4 separate regions of the Sus scrofa genome follow, and all the other regions are linked to region 1. The links are chromatin contacts, called in public Hi-C maps. All regions are on one chromosome and are shown on one strand. The core of a region is the stretch at or near the end of the contact, and the rest is flanking DNA. Distances in the headings are between cores, read along the strand shown.

The links. Hi-C and Micro-C count contacts between places; a contact is called where the count stands out from the background.
Region 2: a Hi-C map of liver shows a contact between it and region 1, with 4 times the contacts expected there. The contact joins the enhancer-like site here to the promoter of INHBA in region 1. A contact is called at or near these places in 2 of 5 promoter capture datasets (fetal liver and liver) and 7 of 47 Hi-C or Micro-C datasets (embryonic fibroblasts, liver and skeletal muscle).
Region 3: a contact with region 1 is called in a Hi-C map of embryonic fibroblasts, with 4 times the contacts expected there. The contact joins the enhancer-like site here to the promoter of INHBA in region 1. A contact is called at or near these places in 2 of 5 promoter capture datasets (fetal liver and liver) and 6 of 47 Hi-C or Micro-C datasets (embryonic fibroblasts, fibroblasts, liver and 1 more).
Region 4: a contact with region 1 is called in a Hi-C map of liver, with 8 times the contacts expected there. The contact joins the enhancer-like site here to the promoter of INHBA in region 1. A contact is called at or near these places in 2 of 5 promoter capture datasets (both in liver) and 8 of 47 Hi-C or Micro-C datasets (embryonic fibroblasts, fetal liver, fibroblasts and 2 more).

What each region holds. Positions count from the first base shown.
Region 1 is chr18:52,888,015-52,891,436 of Sscrofa11.1, reverse strand. It overlaps INHBA (inhibin beta A subunit), which reads right to left and starts at 1,753. Exons shown (of 6, transcript NM_214028.1-2): 1 at 1,333-1,753. The coding sequence starts at 1,720.
Region 2 is chr18:53,323,274-53,326,695 of Sscrofa11.1, reverse strand. No RefSeq gene overlaps it. Among named protein-coding and RNA genes, the nearest start is that of INHBA, 440 kb to the right of the region's middle. Within about 2 kb of position 1,660, at least 1 of the 83 cell types and tissues checked has an H3K27ac peak or open chromatin away from gene starts, as enhancers often do. A contact at or near this core is called in liver, where this site is marked.
Region 3 is chr18:53,230,548-53,233,969 of Sscrofa11.1, reverse strand. No RefSeq gene overlaps it. Among named protein-coding and RNA genes, the nearest start is that of INHBA, 340 kb to the right of the region's middle. Within about 2 kb of position 1,544, at least 2 of the 83 cell types and tissues checked have an H3K27ac peak or open chromatin away from gene starts, as enhancers often do. A contact at or near this core is called in embryonic fibroblasts, where this site is marked.
Region 4 is chr18:53,151,551-53,154,972 of Sscrofa11.1, reverse strand. No RefSeq gene overlaps it. Among named protein-coding and RNA genes, the nearest start is that of INHBA, 260 kb to the right of the region's middle. Within about 2 kb of position 1,637, at least 5 of the 83 cell types and tissues checked have an H3K27ac peak or open chromatin away from gene starts, as enhancers often do. A contact at or near this core is called in fetal liver and liver, where this site is marked.

The DNA.
Region 1 (3,422 bases), core at 504-3,003:
GGAGGAGAAGCCAGCAAGCCAGCAGGCTATCTGCTCCCTTCAAGAGGATGCCCAGGTCTCGCACGGTTTTCTTGAGCACATAACATCTGAGTCAACAGGTTTTCAGGATTGGAAATTCTGAGTGTTGCCTTAATTGTTTATACTGCTGCGGCAAACTTTTAAACAGCAATGCTGGGAGTCCCGGCACACACTTTACTGGCCATATGCTCTACCAAACAAAACAATGGCATTCCTTTCAAATGGATTTGGCAAGGGATACCATTCTGTAGCCTGGCATTACCATGAAAGTAACATGGAATTAACACATCTGTGTGCCTGGACTTGCCCAGCTTGTAGGCAGGCAAAAGGATCCGGGTCACATAACTGTAAAAATGACCTGGCCCCGGGTCTCCAGCCCTCCCGCTTGACAGGTATTTTTTTCTTCAGCAACAGGTTCGTGTGGTCCTGAGCCAACGATTAGAATCTATTTATTAAAGTTCTTCCTCTTAAGGATTGAGTGAGAGCTCCGTGTAGTATCTGGAGCACTTTGTCAAGGTTGCATTCCTTGGCAGAGAGCTCTTAGTAACTTTACAGAGAACAAAACTCTTTCTTTTCCTTTTTTTTTTTTTTTTTTTTTTTGGTTCCGAGAGCAAAAGTCAGTGTTCCAAAAAGCAACTGCCTGCCGGTTCAATGTCATGTGCCCCCACCCCCACCCCCACCCCCACCCCCACGTCGCTCTCGCTCGTCCCTGCCTAAAACGTGATGCCTGTGCTCCTTCGAAGCCGAGTTGCCAAAGGTAAACACGACTGTCACTAATGCAGATGCCCCGCTTCTGGAAGGTGGCCCCTGATTGGACTTTTAAAGAAAAAGGGCTGCTTGGGCGACAAGGACTTCCTCCGTGCCCTTCCACCCCAATCCCGCGCTCGCCGCCCCCTCCCCCGCCCCCGGGTAGAAACTTCGGATGGGGTCCGGAAGCCTCCCGCCCCCCCCAGCCCCCCGAAACTGCCCGGCTTTCCTCTCGCCGCCCTGCTCTGCTCTCCCGGGCAGGGCAAGGGAGCCTCTCTCCCGCCGGCTTCCTGCTCCGGGATCGGCCGAGCGCTTCCTCGGCGCGACCGGCCGAGCGGAGCAAGTGTACGCCGACCCCCTCCCTGCCGCCGCCGGCCGGGGCTCTGCCTGGGCTCCCGGCTCCGGGAGGTTCCCTCCCGGTCCGCCCCTGGTCGCCCCCCGGCCGGCCCGCTCCCGCGCCCGGCGAACGCACGACCTTCCCGGGCGGGTGCAGCTGGAGGGCGGCAGGTTCCCCCCGCGCGGTCGGAGACCCGTGCCCCCCACCCCGCCCCCCAGGCCAGCACCCACCTGCTTCCGCGAAGGTGATGATCTCCGAGGTCTGCTCCATGAGTTCATTCATTTCCGCCCTCCTCCCGATGTCGTCCTCCAGCTCCACGTACCCGTTCTCCCCCACTTTGCCCACATGAAGCTTTCTGATCGCGTTCAGAAGCGCCGCCTTGGGTACCGGCTGGGTGACATCGGGTCTCTTCTTCAAGTGCAGCATGTTTAAAATGTGCTTCTTGACGGCTTCCACCATCTCCGGCTGAGAGTTGGGTACATCCTTTGGGAGGGTGGCCAGCGCACAGGACGGGCAGTCCGGGGCTGCGCTGTGCCCCCCGGATCCTGGGGTGGGGGAACTCCTCACTATAATCCAGCAACTCGCCAACAAAAATCCTCTCAGCCAAAGCAAGGGCATCCTGGCAGCCAAAGTTGTGGTGACGGCCCTTTTAAAAGGCTCCGCTCTTCCTCCCCCTCACGCACGGGTTTTTTTTTTTTTTTTTTTTTTTTTTTTTTTTTTTTGCTTTTTTTTTTTTCTCTCTCTCTTTCCTTTTTGGGGTTTTGGTGTGTGTGTGTGTGTTTTGGTTGGTTTGTTTGTTTGTTTTTGTTTGTTTGTTTCCTGTCTCCTCTTCAGTCAATTCTCTGGAACAAGAACAAAAAGTTTGCTGTGAAGTTTGTTTGCAGGTTCCCTCTCTGGATGCAGTCGGGGCTGTAGGTTTGTGGCTGTCAGGGAGGAGAGTAAGAGAGAGGGAGGGAGGGAGGGAGGGAGGGGGGAGAGACGGGGGGGGGGAGACAGAGACAGAGAGAGGATGGGAGGGAAGAGAGACGGGGAGGGAGGGGGGGGGAGAGGGGGAGAGAGGGAGCGATTGGCCCCGAGTGAGTGAGTGAATGGGAGAGGGAGGGAGCCGCGCTGCGAGTAAAGGCTGAGATTAGGAAGGGGAGGGACCGCCCGCTCTGACGGGCTGCTCGCCTGCTGCTCGCGGCTCCCTCGCACACACCTCTCTGCACACACCACCCGCCGCCCGAGGTCTGCTTCCCCTCCGCGAGGAAACGCTCCTGATTTTGGGCCACTTCTCCTTTCCCTCCCTTGCTTTCTCTGCCCAGTCCCCTTGCTTCACCTTCTTCCTCTTTTTTTTTTTTTTTTTTTTGGCGGGGGGGGGGGGAAGCAAAGCCCAGACACAGACGCCCTATCTCAATCAATCCACCGAGAGGACCCGCCGGAACCAGCCTGGCCCAGCGCCCCTCCACCTGCCGAGCCACCGACTCAGGGGTTCGGACACCCCCGGCGGGAAGGTGGGGTTCAGGGTCCCCGGAGGGGGCGGACAGGTGATGGAGGGCTTGGGAAGAGGGGCCAGCCCATCCTCCTGGGCTGAGGGAATCCTGCAGAGCGCCCCCCCCCGCCCCCCTCCCCCGCCCTTCATTCATAGTTCAGTGTTCAGGGCCGTCCACGCTGGCGGGCGATCAGAGATCAGAGAACTTTTGTTTGGGGTCATGTCACAGACTCTACTTTTCCCCAAATGCAAAAATGCAGCCGGGCATTGGAAGATCCACAGGCAGGCGGGCTGGCAGGCAGCGTGGTCCACGCTCCTGTCATGTGCAGCTCTGCACCCTCTCTTAGCCGTGCCCCTTCTGCCCTGCACACACACGCACAGATGACAGCTTACCACCGCTGGCCCTGACTGACTGCACAGATAAAACGCACAAGTCAGTTGGCCTTTCCCACATTATTTTATATAAAGAGTGCGCTCCCGTGACTTGAATAACTGGTCCTAGGGGGAAAGAATCGCTAAAATATATGGGCAAATGACTTTCTCTGTCATGTGGTAGTTTGTTCAGCCTGGCCCCTACCCCCATCCCCATTCCAGACCAGTCTGCTCATGGACTGGCCCCCTGACGGCTTCTTTTTCTCTCCAAGGAACAGCACAAGATGAAATCATCACGGATTTCAGTGTTCACAGCAAAAAGAAAAATGTGAATGTTTAAACAATGCCTCTCTGAGTTTTTTTTAATTCTCTCCCCCCCTTTTTTTTCATTTTCTGTCTTATTGCTTTTATCTTGCAGAAGTATCTTTAAGAGGTCCATCTGTTAAAGCTTTCCCTCCCTCTCGGTTTCTTTCCCAC
Region 2 (3,422 bases), core at 411-2,910, 440 kb before region 1:
TTTCTTCTTCTTCTTCTTTTTTTTTTTTTTTTTGTCTTTTTAGGATCATACCTGCACCATATGGAGGTTCCAAGGCTAGGGGTCGAGTCAGAGCTGCAGCTGCCGGCCTGCGCCAGAGCCACAGCAACGTGGTATCCAAGCCATATCTGCAATCCACACCACAGCTCACGGCAACGCCAGATCCTTAACCCACTGAGCAAAGCCAGGGATCGAACCTACATCCTCATGGATACTAGTCAGATTTGTTTCTGCTGAGCCATGACGAGAATTCCTGAAACAGTTATTTCAGGTGAGATTCAGAGGACAGATTGAACACGTTGCCGTAATCCTCAGTTCTGTTGCTGTAACCGCCTCGATCGACCAGACCTTTTTCTTTCCCCCATTTCACTCAGTGGCAGTGTTCTCCATCCGATTCCTCAAATGAGAACCTGAGAAGTTATTCCCAGTATCTCGTTTTCTCCACACCTCAAACGCACGCAGACGCGAGGTGGGCAGTTGTGCATCTCCAGTACCCCTTCAGTTCATTCGTCACCTCTCGACTTCCACCAGTGTCTTCTAAGCCAGATGTCTCCCGATATCCAGGCAGACGTTCCCAGATCCCCACTCATCTCCAAAAGCCAAAACGATCTTGTCAAACAGGTGTTTCAAGATGCCATCCTCTGTTTCAAAACCTTTAGTGTGTTAAATCTCGGCATAGCTGAACAAACCTCCTCATCTCTCTGGCTACGGTGAAAAACAACGTTTTTGAGCAGAATACATGATAGCAAGTCCACGAAAACTCACAGTCATCTGTTTAGAGTCAGTGAGTTAATGGGCAAAAAGGATACTGATGCCAGACTTCGGGACAGTTCCCCAGGTTTTACGGAGATAGCAAGCCCAGGGAAGTGCCTTGTGTTTCAAAATGTTAAGCACATACTTGATCAACATTTGGCAAGTTCCAGGCTCCACAGCCCACCTGGGATTCTTGCCTGTGGATTTTAGGCTGTCCTCGGGTTTCTTTTTTTAATCCTCCCTCTTCCTGATCCTGCTGTTTCCCTGGGAGAAAGATCACCCACTCTCCTGACTTTCCTTTTTCTAATTTGCATATCTCTCAGACTGCTCCTTGCAACTCTTCTGAATTCTAGACTCAAATTTCCACATAATGCCTTGGCCCCTTTCCTTGGGTGTGCTCTAGCACGTTTAAGTCAGTCCTGGCAAGTTCTCAATTGCCTAGTCCAGAAGTGCCCCTGCTCCTGGGGCTCCTCACTTAGTGACTGCCTCAGCCCCCAGGCAGTCAGGGCTAAAACTCACAGAAACTGCTGTCTTCCTCCCATTTTCCCAATCGAGAAATTGCACGGCCCTGTCAACTGGGTATCCTTGATGGCTCTTCCATCTAATCCTCTTTTATCAATTAGGCCATTTATTCCAGCGGCCTACAGGCTTTTCCAACGCCAAACTATTGTGAAATAACAGTTTCACCCCTTGCTTTTCCCAATTAGCTAAAAGAAACTAAAATTTTAGCCTGAGTATGTACATCCAGTATCTTTATAATTTGGCTACAATCTTTTTTTTTTTTTTAAGTTGGCCTTCTAAAATTTGCTGAACAGTATCAATTTTTATCAAGTACAGTGGTTGTGCAACCAAAACAGCCACATCTGCAATACCTGAGACCTTGTTAGAAATGCAGATTCTCAAGTCCCACCCCCACCTACTGCACCAGCTATCTGGGGTTTAACAAGCCTGCCATGTGATCTTCATGCATGCTGAAGTTGGAAAACTACTGCTTTAGGCATGATAGCGTGTCATTCTTACAGACATAATCACATCCTTTTATACCTTCCTACCTTAGTTCTAGAAATTTCTTATCTCTCGAATGCTCTTCTTCCACGTGCTTCCAAAATGCCTTCTCTTTCTCCAGAAACCATTTTTAAAGTAAGCAGTTCTTAAACAAACAAACACAAAAAACCTGGAGTTCCCGTCATGGCACAGTGGAAATGAATCTGACTCGGAACCATGGGGTTTTGGGTTTGATTCCTGGCCTTGCTCAGTGGGTTAAGGATCTGGCGTTGCCGTGAGCTGTGGTGTAGGTGGCAGACACAGCTCAGATCTGGTGTTGCTGTGGCTCTGGCATAGGCCAGTGACTACAGCTCCGATTGGACCCCTAGCCTGAGAACCTCCATATGCCGTGGGTGTGGCCCTAGAAAGACAAAAAGACCAAAAAAAAAAAAAAATTAATTAGTAAATAAAGTAAGCACTTCTTAAGACTTCTCCAATTTCTACAAATCAAAACTATTCCTTTTCCTTCCCTCCAAAGAACTTTATTATAGCTTTTCTAGAGTATATTTGACTTAGTTAAAAATAGATTTGTTTCTCTTGATAAAGTGTGAACTCCGTGAGGGCTCCAAAGTTATTTTTCCTGAGCAAATGCTACCGGTAAAGGAGCTGTATCTTATTCAGTAATTGTAAGTGCTCAATATAAAGAATTAAATTGAAAAGGATGCTTGAGACATTTACACTTTATTATTCCTATAATAAGGAATAAGGCATTTATAAAATTGGTTTCTTTTGTATATAAGTTTAGTTTTAAGAATTCTCCTTTTCATAGGGTGTTTTAGTGGAAAAAACTTGAAAATAGTACAAGCAAAGATTGTAACAATATGTATAAGCAGCTGATTCATAGAAAGGCAAAATAGTAAATTGTAAAATTTCTAAACTAAGATTCATGGCCCATTAAATTTAAACTGTAAAGAATTATAAAAGTGTCTCAATGACTCTCAAGGTAACCACGTCATGAAATAGTTATGACTTGATAAACATAAAATGTATTCTTTCCAGAGTTTCAATTGTAATAGATTTTAGATTTTCTTAAAGTTGAAGAAAACTGTTTTTTCTAAGAAAACCTAAAATCTCTTCTATAATCATTTCTTTTAATAAGTCTATTATTGATTCACATGCGGGATTGTTTCTGCTGTGACTCATAAGGCACAACTTTCCAGATTAATAATTAATATCCGAGGAAAACATAAGTGGACAAGTTCTTTATTGCATAATTCTGTGACCTGATTTTGCAACTACTTGACTGCGGCCTCAAAATTGAGGCATTTAAAAGCTATGACATCATCGCAGAACCTGACGATGTGAGCAGATGTCTCTGCGAAGGTAAACGTAGCAGTGTCGTACTTGGCTCCGCATGTGCGCAGCAGCGGCGCTGCTCACAGAGCACTTGCACATGGCTGAACTCATTTAATGGCACAGTGACCTTCTGCGTGTCAGAAAGCACTGCCTTTTCTGTTTTACGCAGAAGTGAACACCAGTCTGTGTTCAAAGGCTTGGGCAGCCGTCTCATGGCTGGTTCGTCCACGTGTTTATTAATGTATTGACTCCGTCCAGAAGGTGTACGGGGTGTCCGCTCAGAATGAGACGTTGGTCTAGGTGCGGAACAG
Region 3 (3,422 bases), core at 295-2,794, 340 kb before region 1:
AGACGTGAACAAGGGGTAGGGCTAGTTTGAGAGGTTTAACAACAGGGCGTACCCATTGTGACTTAGTGGGCTACAGACCCAGCATCTCCAAGGATGCAGGTTTAATCCCGGGCCTCTCTCAGTGGGTTAAGGATCTGGCGTTGCCACAAGCTGCAGTGTGGGTTGCAGATGCAGCTCGGATCCAGTGTTGCTGTGGTGAGGCCTCAGCTGCAGCTCCAATTCAACCCCTGGCCAGGGAACTTCCATATGCCACAGATTAGCCATAAAAAGAAAAGAAAAGGAAAAGGTTTAATAACAGAAGCAGTTTGACCGCATTCTTAAAGACAGCCACCAGAGCACCTCAGCACAGAGCAGCCTGGAGCATCAAGAGGCTCGCTGGCTCAGGAGCCAGTCATGTGTGCCGTCGTTCACCCCTGCCGACCAGCTGAATGAACTTGAATCAGTCGTTGACCTCTGCGGGCCGGAAGGACTCCGCAACACCCCTTCCTCTCCTCCGCTTCAGTGACTCTTCAGTGTTCCGAGTTCTCAGACCCTTTGTGGTTTCGTGGACCATTTTTAAAAATTGGAGGAACTGATTTGAGGACGACAGCTTTATCTTTGGTCAAGGAAGGACATGAACAAAATGATCATCTGGGAATTCCTGTTGTGGCTCAGCGGATTATAAACCCAACTAGTATCCGTGAGGATGTGGGTTTGATCCCTGGCCTCGCTTGGTGGGTTGGGGATTTGGCATTGCCCTGCGCTGTGGGGTAGGTCACAGATGCAGCTCAGATCTGGCGTTGCTGTGGCTGTGGTGTAGGCCCGTGGCTACAGCTCCGATTTGAGCCCTGGCCTGGGAACTTCCACATGCCACAGGTGAGGCCCCAACAAGCAAAAGAATACGAAAATTATTATCTATGGCATTAATATTTTATTAAAGAAAACATATTTTAACATCCCCCCCAAAATAAGTGTGAAAACTTATTTTATAATAAAAGGACCTATGTAGGTATGTAGAGAAATACAGAGAAAGCTCCTTATATATGATTCTGTTTTTTCTAAGTTTGCTGCACTGCAGAGGAAACTCTTTCCAGCAGAGGATGAAAAGGCACTGAGATGGTGATAGTGGCCGTAGGGAAGGGAGGCAGACCCCAAGGCCCAGAGTCAAGGGCCGGGAAAGGGTCAGAGTCCTTATTTGCTGACCCAGTGGGAGATTCGCGTCTTTGTGGCCTGGAGGCACTAATCAGGTGAACTGGAAGAGTTTTCTAAACATCGTGATGAAGCCAGGAAACATGTTTCTACTCGTTTCAAGCTTCTCCTATGAGTTTAATACATTTATTTACAAAACCTTTAGGTAACGCTTTGTAGTAATTTCCTCGGCATCTTCTAAAATACGCAGTCGCTGCTGAGTCGGGGCGCAGTGGTGATTTGCACCAATGTCATGGTCTCTTTTGAGACCTGATATCCATGGCATATACATCTTGTTCTGCTTTGTCCTTCGGGGTTGCTGTTACTGTATATACATCCCATATGGGAGTTAGAGAGATTGCGGGCAGATGAATAAAGGAAAAAGCATTCAGACTAATCTCACGGGGTAACATTGTGAAGGAGTGAATCACAAGAGATTTGAAAGGTTTCCCTGGTTTTGGAGAAGAACCAAATCTGAGGGTGGGAGGGGGTGGATCTTCACATTCTTTGATTCCCACAAAATTTTAAGGCTCTTGGCTTTCCCTCGAAGATTTTATACAGTCGATGAAGATTAGAAAGTTGATTTTTTTTTTTTTGTATATACAAAAACACAGTCTTGATTTGGGGAGTTGAGTGGCTAACTTGATTTTGAACTTGTTTACTGCTGGAAAATAATGGCTTCCTGTTTTTGACAAGGGAGCAACATCAAAAAAGGTTTACAAATGAAAATTAAAAGGTTTCTTGGACAGCACACACACTAGCAGTATTTTGGAAATGGGTCCTAAGTGAATCTGAAAACAGAATAACTGCCCCCTGAAAGGCACATGGGCTTGGTAACTAATGTGAAAATTGTTTAATAAATGGCAATTTGGTCTAAATGCAGCCTTCTAATGAAGGGGAGGAATGTCCCGTAATAGCCAGCTCTGTTCATTCTGTTTTCAGCTTCCAGGGTAATACGAAGGATGAGGACAGATTGTTTCTTCAGGACAGTCTTGACAAAAAGTTATGGCCTCTCCAATTTAGAGGGAAGATAAATGCTAATTTTGGCTTCAATTTCAGTGTTTTATGCATCTTTGTATACAATTCGGTTACAAAATTGGGGTCTGCAGTGGGCTAGGTTCTGAGGCTACGGAGATGGACAGGATCCAGTCTGTCGGTCCATCACCTCTTGAGAATCATGGTCTAAGCAGCCGCCTTTCTCTGTAAAGGCCCATATATAGGAAATAGTTTAGACTTGAGAGCCATGAGCTTTTTGTTGCCACCACTCAACTCTGTGGTATACTGTGAAACCAGCTATAACGTGTTGTACAAGCGAACGGGCATGGCTTGTTCCAATAAAACTTTATTTCCAGAAACAGGCAGCAGAGAGGGTTTAGCCCCTGAGCCGTAGTTTGGTAACTCCTGGACTAGAGACAGAGATAGCTTATAGGAAGAGGTAATTATAACACAGGGTAAGATGTTTTATAACGAAGCCACTCTGTGAACCCAAAGGAGTCAGGTCAGTCTGGGAGAAGGTGGAAAGTGCGGATTCGAAAGGAAATGACATCAAGCCGGGCTTGGGATGATGGACAGGACTGGGCCAGTGACACATGACTGTTGGCTTCCCTTCTCAGCAGAAAACGTTCTCAAGTTCTTTTCATAACAAAGGATTTTAATATAAATTTCATTGCAGAAGTATTTCAAAAGGAATACTTGATCAAATGTCAATAAACCAGTAAACAAAAACCTGATAAATAATTTCCAAACTAAGTTTAAAGGGCCGTCTTCTTGTATGATCATCAGTAAACATTCCGAAATCTCAAATGTTTCATTTGATTCAAGAAGAAGGAGAATTTAATATCTGATCATTTAAATAAGGGTTCAGATGGCCTTCTATGCATGATGAAATGGCCAAATTTTCCATTTTGGCATATGCATTTGTTACATGGCAGTGACAGATTACCATAGACTTGATAGTTTGAAACAATGTGTGCTTATTATCTCAAAACATACACGGGTCCGTCGTGTGGCCAAGGCCCAGCTGGATCCATTGCTCGGGCCTCACAAGACTCTGCACCCAAGAAGTGCACGATGTCGCCTTCTCTTCTGGAAGCTCAGCCCGGGAGAATTCACACTCAGCCTGTGATTTCCCTGTGGCCAGAGGATTGAGGGCCCTGGCTTTCTCGTGGGTTATTGGCCAAAGGCTGCCTTCAGCTCCTAGCAACCAGTAGAATTCCTAGCAGCCCCTTACACTCTGTTGCTCCCTGGGTTTCTCC
Region 4 (3,422 bases), core at 388-2,887, 260 kb before region 1:
AAGCACGTGAAAAGCAAGCCACAGACTAGGAGAAAAGATTAACAAATAAGTTATCTGATAAAGTACTTATGTCCAGAATATACTTAAAACCTTTCAAAACTTGAGAAAACAAATAATTCCCATCCAAGAAGTGAGCGAAAAATTTGAAGAGACATTTCATGAAAGTAAATATGTAAATAAACACATAAAAACACTCAACATTGGGAGTTGCCTTCATGGCTCAGCGGTTAACAAACCCGACTAGGATCCATGAGGTTGTAGGTTCAATCCCTGGCCTTGCTCAGTGGGTTAAGGATCTGGTGTTGCTGTGAGCTGTGGTGTAGGTCGCAGACGCAGCCATAGCTCCAGTTCAACCCCTAGCCTGGGAACTTACATATGCCAGGGGTGCGGCCTTAAAAAAAAAGCCAAAAAAAAAAAAAAAAAAAGCTCAACATCATTAATCACTAGGGGAAATGCAAATAAAATCAAAATGACATATTACTATATACTGATTAGAATTGCTGAGGTTTTTAAATTGATTATACCGCAGAGTGAGGATACGGAGCGACAAGAATCTGCATATCCTGCAGGTGGGAATGTAAAATGGCCCAACGACAGTGAAAAACAGTTTAGCAATTTCTTAAAAAGTTAAACATATACCCACCATGTAATCAAGCCCTTGCACTCTTAGGTATTTACCCAAGAGAAATGAAGCACTTGCACCCGAATGCTTGTAGAAGCTTTATTTGAAGTAGAACGAACTTGGAAACCCACATGTTCATTGACAAATAAATGGATAAACAAAGGAAGTGTGTTCATTCAATGGAATACCACTGCGCACTACAAGAGAATGAGCTATTGAGACACACGGAAGCATGAATGAATCTCAGAATAATTATGCCCAGTGAAAGATGCCACACCAAAATAATAGGTTATGCCGCATGATTCCAGTTCCATACAGTTCTGGAAAATGCCATCACTGTAATCTATAGTGATGGAACCCGGATCAGTAGCCTCCGGGAAGAGGTGATGAGCAGGACCAGAAGAAGAGGTTACTAAAGGTCACGAGAAATTTGGGGGATGATTGGTGTGATCATTTTCTTAATAGTAGCGAAGTTTTCATAGGTGTATACAAGTGTCAAAATGTCCCAGATTTAGTACTTTAAATTTGAATAACTCGTTCTATATCAATTGTACCATCATAAAGTTGTTGAAAATAGGCAAAAATATTCAGTCGGCTTCGGAGGCGAATACAAGAAAAGGAGGAAATCTTAGCCAAAAGCAGGTGGCTGCCCCTGCCACTTAGTGAGCCATGAATGGCTTTTAAACAGATAAGTGACCATCAGAGAGGGAGGGAGACTCGTCCCAGGTGTCCAGCCCCTCATTGGGATCCTCTGACTCCCAAGTCTGGTGACCATTTGGTCACTCTAAAAAACTGTTTAGAAGTGGTAGATACATTATAACATTTAAACCAGGCTTTTTCTTTCACTGTTCTTTGTGTTTCACCCTTTGGCTTAAGCCCATCGTCTTTTCTGGGGATTGCACTAACACTTTCTCTCCGCTGGAGTTTCTTTCATCACTTTGCCAGCCCTGGATTGGCTATCAGTAGATCAGTCCATATCAGGTTAATGAATAAAAGGCCGCCCCATTGGCTCTCCAGGGCTCACTGGCCCTCCTTATCTTTCAAAGCCTTTTAAACTTCGTGTAGACACACAATCCTGAGGCAGGAGGGAAGCGTTTTGGATTAAACAATCCAGCACAGTTTGTAAACACTTGCTCTATATAGGCCCTGGTGTTATGCTTGGGGTCCAGGTTACTTTGTCCTGTAAAAGGGACACACAATACCCCAGAGATTAGAGTAGCTTTAAAAGGTCATCAGTTTCTCAGTCTTGTTTTGTCTTGTCTTGTTTTGTTTTGTAGACACAACCAATGTTTCTTTAGAAGTTTGGTTTTTACCCTCTTGACTCTGCAAAGTTCTATTTTCTTCTTTTCATGTAATCTTTACTCCCTCATCATTTTCTCTGGCGAGATATACTTTACAGTGGAATCCTTTCCTATGACCATGAAAAATTGTACCTTGAATGGTACTTGAGTATGAAGATTACTATCAAAAGGTGTGAAAACATTTATTTTCCCCTGGGAACAAAGCAGTCTGCAGCCTTTGCCGTTGCTATGCTCGGGACTCAAGAGGGACAGAGAAGCTTTGGAATCAGCAGAGATCAGGCTGTCCCTTGCACATCCCAGCAGCGCTGCGGGCTCGAGATGAGGGCAAACATACCAGGCAGAGCAGTAGGAAGAGCTTGGTGCCTGGGACCCATGACCTCATCCTGGGCATGACCTGTGTAGTTCAGGAGAGTTAATGGGCCCACAAAGAATCAGATCTCTGACCTAAGCCTCATTCACCAGCAAAATGCTTTCACCATTTGAGGGGACCATCTAAAGACTGACTGAGCAGTGATGAGATGGGCCACCTTCCAGCCTTCCCATCTCAATAGCACAGGGGAACTCTTTGTGTCGCCCTTAGGAGAGACTGCTGGCTGCAAGTCTTTTTGTTTGTGTGTTCTTGATGCAATCAGAAATGTGTTATTTAAAAAATCATTTTAATTAAAAATGCATTTTATTTGCACAATCAACCTATCCCAATGGATAGTGATCAAAAGATACAAATATGGTGGCCATGTTTCTTCTCTAATTTCTAAAGCATTGGAAAGGATCTTGGGAGAATTCGATCAGCCTGCTTCCTGGCATTTATCTGTAATCCTGGGGATCTCGACTGGTTTCAGATTTTCCTGTGCACAGATTTCCAGAGAGCTACAGCTTTATACTGATTCTTTCTTTTGAAACAGTAGGATTTGGGCTCCGTTCCAGGTATATGCAAGTATTTATTATTCGTTCTCGTAATCATAATCACTATAAACATTAATGCATTTTAACAATCTGGCAGCCAGTATCTTAAATCCCCAGGAATCTCAGTTAAATCCCAAAGAAAACTTTGTAGCAGTTGTTTGGGGGCACTAGGGGTAGGATTTACAAGCAGGGAAGGACCAGTTTTCCAGTTTTCAAAAAGGCCTGATTGATGGTTCGGGATTGAACTAGCATTTGGGTTCCCTTGGCCTCTGGACTCTTGCATCACATGAACACACAAAGATGTGATTGGGGCACGTATGATCCAAATACCTCCCGGCAGGGTTTTTGATGAAGGGCCATAACCTGGAAAAGAGGCCTGTGATTGCACCAGAGTCAACACGTTTGAGTTTGTGGCAGGGTCTGCCAAGCTCACAGGCCATTTGAATTTCATGGATTCACTGACTTCTATGCTATTAGAGGTCATTTTCTCTCGCTTCAGTCAACTTCCTGTTGACAAAAAAAAAGAAAAAAAAGCCAGAAAGGCTTCTTGGACCTTAACAGCTCTTACAAAACGAATTATGGTGATTTAAGTATGA